Linked DNA regions of Mus musculus: region 2 is linked to region 1. Evidence: chromatin contacts called from public Hi-C data. All regions are on one chromosome and are shown on one strand. The core of a region is the stretch at or near the end of the contact, and the rest is flanking DNA. Distances in the headings are between cores, read along the strand shown. Region 1 has its middle 34 kb from the start of Vps13a. Region 2 overlaps Prune2 (prune homolog 2).

What was found. Hi-C and Micro-C count contacts between places; a contact is called where the count stands out from the background.
Region 2: a Hi-C map of the G1E-ER4 cell line shows a contact between it and region 1, with 2.8 times the contacts expected there. A contact is called at or near these places in 1 of 39 promoter capture datasets (the C10 cell line), 52 of 484 Hi-C or Micro-C datasets (the AML12 cell line, the AtT-20 cell line, the BV-2 cell line and 38 more), 5 of 130 datasets of targeted methods (astrocytes, bone marrow-derived dendritic cells, embryonic stem cells and 1 more) and 1 of 9 other capture datasets (macrophages).

The regions. Positions count from the first base shown.
Region 1 is chr19:16,813,993-16,816,692 of GRCm38.p6, reverse strand. No RefSeq gene overlaps it. Among named protein-coding and RNA genes, the nearest start is that of Vps13a, 34 kb to the right of the region's middle.
Region 2 is chr19:16,991,049-16,993,748 of GRCm38.p6, reverse strand. The region is part of intron 1 of Prune2 (prune homolog 2); the gene reads right to left. Among named protein-coding and RNA genes, the nearest start is that of Prune2, 36 kb to the right of the region's middle.

The sequences.
Region 1 (2,700 bases), core at 98-2,597:
GGTTTTAATTCTACTACATCTTAAGGTTTCTATTGTCAGGGTAAATAGAAATAGTCCTTCAATTTTTTTATTTTCCATATTATATGCTAATCTAGACAAGAAGAAAACCCCAGACTGTCCTGAATTGTATCTAATTATGGAGACAGACCCTTGGCAAGAACCATAAGATGTTAAACTAAATTTTATTTCCTCAGATGTGCCCATCGCTCTCTGACCTTGGCTCTTCTAAAAGAGCAGCCAGTGTTTCTAACCACTTAGCTATCTCTCCAGACCCAATGGTTTTTAACTAATAACTTTGGGAAATTAAGTATCTGTGTGTGGTGTTGGGAGTATTGCTATTGCTTTGGGATTCCACCTGGGACCTTGTGTGTACTTGCCAAGTGCTCTACTAATGAGCTGTACCTACACCCCTAGAGAGAAAAAGAAGGTTAGTGAAAGTAGGCACCAGTACCACCAAGCACAGACCCTTGCATAAAGTATTGGCCACTGATCCTGCTAAGCCTAGTTCAATTCCTGTCTATACGGCCATCCATACACTCACTGATGAAATATACTGTTTTTAAGAAGGAACTCAGACCCAAAACACATATCTACTACATATCACACATTACAAATGGATCGAGTTCATCATGCTTCCTGTTGGATATATAGTACACAAAATAAGACAATTTTATATTTTTGAATGGTTAAAACTAACAAAAAATAATATTCATGACCCATAAAATCAAATAAAACCAAATTTATATCTACTGTAAAGTTTAATTGGGACGTTGCTATATTTATTCATTTGCATATTGCATTTGTATAATGTCAGAAGAAAGTGGTTACCACAATTGTCATCTGGCCAGCGCCATCTAAAACAGTTATTATATGGCACTATTCAAAACATAGTCATAGTCCTTCAGCTGTGCTCTATGCTAAAAAAAAATACTTGTATATACATATATGAATGTTTACATTTAAGTATATGCATATTTTCAGTTAATAGCTGTAGTTTCAAAACGTTGTAGAAGTTGAATACATTGTTGAATCATTCATACAGTTTAACTCATTTCTCCCAAAGAAACATATTTTCAGGGCCAATTATTATTGAATTTATGATTTCTAGAGTAGTGCAAAAATATGTACTTTCCTGAATTTTTATTCCTTGTTTTCAAAGTAATTTCTTTCTCTTTCTTTCTTCCTTTTCAGAGTTTTTAGAAAATTGATATCTTTAATAGTTGGAAAATTCCATGGTTCTCAGATTTTATTATTATTATTATTTTTAGTGCTAGCTTCCTCTCAAGCAGCACTAAGAGTTCCGTAATATATATACTTCCCCAAACAAGGCTGGCAAACTTGGCCCCTGAAGCAGCTGTAAAAATGGAAATGCAATCACAGAAGGAGTTATCAACCTTATGAATTGAGGCGCCTCGACACTACTTGACATTCATTCTCAATTACCAAGTTCAGGCTTCCTGCCTTCACTGAGCAGCACTCCAGAGCACCTCACATCAGTGAGTGGGTGCCGGGTGGCCATGGTGGCGTAAGAAGCTTGTTTCTCTCTTCAAGGGACTTGGCTCAGCCAACAAAGCTCTAATCACTAGATTATCTGTCACAGCAGCCACGGGCTTTTAGAATGTATCTCATCTCTCTCTGTCAGATGTTTACCTTTCAGTGAGAGACCACTCACATCTTTATTGCAGTCATAAAGTCTGTGGAGAAGATAAAAATAAAAAATAAAAAAGCATTTAACCTGTAGCTACATCCTGTGGAGCAGAGCTCTGGGTTTAACTGCTTGTCTCAGGCTTCCTTCACTTCTAGTTACAAGGTGCCAGGGACGGGGTCGGGGTGGGGTGTGGGGAGTTCATAATGGGACTGCTGTTGAATCTAAGATAAAATTCCAGGATGTGACAAAGAAATCCCTGCCCCTCCCCCCACCACCAAGAATATCTGTGGAAATAAATAAAGGGTGCTAAGTTTTATCCAGACATGAATGTATTTGTTATGGTGGTTAACGGAACTGCGTGAATTATAAGATGTAGAAATCTCTATGGCTTCTTTGGAATTTGCCCTTTCGTAAGATTGCGCAACGTTAAAGCCCCCAAAGAATTTGTTTCAGACATTGTGCTAAACAAACAGGAGCATAATTATTGTGTTCAATGTATTAAGGGGAAAGTACTTAGATTAATAGGAATAACTGTGAAGAGGTTGGCCCCAATCCTACGACATCACTGCTATTATTACTGTCATTGTTACGGTCCTCACTGATCAGAGAGAGAGAGAGAGACAGAGAGAGAGAGAGACAGAGAGAGAGAGAGAGAGAGAGAGAGAGAGAGAGGCAGAGAGAGACAGAGAGAGAGACAGAGAGAGACAGAGAGACAGAGAGACAGAGAGACAGAGAGACAGAGAGACAGAGAGACAGAGACAGAGAGACAGAGAGACAGAGAGACAGAGACAGAGAGACAGAGACAGAGACAGAGACAGAGACAGAGACAGAGACAGAGACAGAGACAGAGGCAGAGGCAGAGGCAGAGACAGAGACAGAAGGTATAGAAGCTTCACTCTCCAAAGACTGTCTCCCATTTCTACTGGGAGACCCTATATGCAGACTCCATCATCCATTTTTAAAAGTTTTAATCGATTCTTTGTGAGTTTCACATCAGGCACCCCAGTCCCACTCATCTCCGCGTCTCCTCGAATCTGCCCTTCCTTCACCTT
Region 2 (2,700 bases), core at 124-2,623, 180 kb before region 1:
ATTCGAAGCACCGAGGATTTAGGGAGAGAACTGTTTATAGAGAAAGGCTGCTTTTACGGTGCAGAAAATGAAGCCTAATGGCAGGGTGTGGTGTAGCCTTGCTGGTCAGCCATCCTGGAATTTAAGTCAGGGTCTGACAAACATTCAGGAGTACAAAGAAGTTTTTAGCTCATTAGCCTTTTCATCTCTCCCTTCTCCTTGGCATCTCCTCCCTGTTAAGTCCTTCAGCAACTGAAGTGAACTTTGGACATGTTAGAGCCTTCTTTAATTATCATCACCCTGCCCCCAACCAAGCTCAGTATTCCTCTTGAGCTTCTTCTTGCCAGTTCTGTAGGACACCTTCCTTCAACATCTTCTATTCGAGAAAACTGGGGAGTGGGGACCAGTTTAAACACACTCAGCTGTGAATAGCCAAAGTCAGATTGACTTGAACCTCCTTCCTGTTTTGATATATGAAGTCATTGTGAGTAGACATAGGAAGCCAATTCCAAATACTGCCTATGATGGTTTAAATATGCTTGGCCCAGGGAGTGGCACTGTTGAGAGATGTTGCTTTGTTAAAGAAAGTGTGACACTGTTGGGTAGGCTTTGCAACCCTCCTCTTAGCTGCCTGAGAGATTCAGTCTTCTGGTTCTCCCTGAAACAATATGTATACAACTCTCAGCTCTGTCTACAGCACCACACCTGCCTGGACCATGCCCTACTTCCTGCCTTGATGATAATGGACTGAACCTTTGATCCTGTAAGCTATCCCCAATTAAATATTGTCCTTTATAAGAGTTGCCTTGGTCATGGTGTCTCTTCATAGCAATGAAAACCCTAAGACACTGCCTGAGGACTTTAGATGATCTGTGGGGTACCAGTTCACTCAAGGGGGCCTCTGGTCTAACAACTGGATATTGTACACTCAAAACTCTTCTCAGACATAAGAGGGGCACGATGATTCAAAGCACCAAGGATTTAGGAGCAGAACTGTTTTCAACCTGTTTACTGCCAGTCTTGACCTCATAATATTCTCAGATCAAGTGTCGGCAAGTATCATTGTGTACACTCTTCTGTGCTCTCTCTCTCTCTCTCTCTCTCTCTCTCTCTCTGTGTGTGTGTGTGTGTGTATGCAACATATTGTTCAAGGTTGTTTAAAAGCAATACCAATATTTTTTCTCTCTAATTCAAACTTTGAAGCAACAGTTGCACCCTCAAATCCTTACCTTGGAAGGAATCATCTGACATCATGTGAGAGCCAAAGCTACGCTTTAAGTTTTAGTTAACTGTGCCTAAGGGATCCATGAAACAAAACCGATAAGCCCCGTCCATGCCCAAGGACAGATACTTCTTAAAAGACTGGAAGCTGTTTCTGGGAGATAACAAGACACATGTTTTTCACTCCCTAAAACAAGTTTGTATGATCCAACTGCACCAGATATGCTTGATCACATATAGGTGGGGAAGCCATGGGCAGGAAATACATCAGGAAGTGTGCTTGCCTCTGATTGTACCTGATAGAAAATGTGATAACATTATGGGCTTGCCTTTAAAAGCATCTGCAAAATGTGACTCCGAACCATTTTCTGGGAACCCCAGAATGATTCTGGCCAGAATCCGACATCCTGGACAGTACTCGATTAAAGTCTGCATCAAATTTGGCTCAAAAAATTGTGGAACTGGTCTTTCTTAATTCCCAGGTTTAATGTTAGCTTTTTGAATGGTCTTAAATTTTTTAACTGTCTGCTTAGGAAGTGCCTCTGTCTAAGATCAACTGGTCTCTTCTCATGGAAATAGAGAATGCATCCTGGAATTTGTCTTCTGTGAACTTATAGGTCTTGAAAATCCCTCAACTTTCCCTTTCAAGACTCAGGGGCTGTCATCTTTTTATGCTGATGGGAGTCAACCTGGGCCCTTAACCTTACTCCTCAGCTCTGACCTGTCTTCTGTCTCTTTTCTGTGCTTAGTCCTCATGGGAAAGACACACATACTCTTCAAGAGATGGCATTTGGAAGAGCTTCTGCCAACCCATCCCCATCAAAGGCAATGTAGGAATTTCGAAGGCTGAATGTAAATGAAGGCCTCCTACACCTGACATGCATCCATCCTCCCTGAGGTTTACATAGCAATTACTTATTTTAAAATTTGCAAAACAGAAAGTCACAGAAGACCAATACATTCATCTCCCCAAATTAAATATTGCTATGACCATTTAGTATAGTCCTTGTAATATTCTTTTCCATGCTTCTGTGAGTACTTATTCCTGCTGTATATAATGTTTGCATCCTCTCTCATTAAATGTTACAAGGCTCTGCTGTCTTAAATATCTAGGATATAGATGTTGCAATGGCCAGAAATGGTTTGTATTTGCTTGCTTGTACAGCCCCAGCTGCTGCCCAGCAAGAAATATTTGCTGGGTCGTTGTTTTGTTTGTTTGTTTTGTTTTGTTTTTAACACAGGGTTTCTCTGTGTAGCCCTGGCTGTCCTGGAACTCACTCTGTAGACCAGGATGGCCTCGAACTCAGAAATCCGCCTGCCTCTGCCTCTCAAGTGCTGGGATTAAAGGCATGCACCGCCACCACCCAGCTGGTTTTGTTGTTGTTGTTGTTGTTGTTTTGTTTTTTATGGATCATTGTAATTTATCTTCACAATCCTTCACTGTTACAGATTTATTTGATTTAAAAATTTGAAAGCAATTAAACCTTCTACAATAGAGAT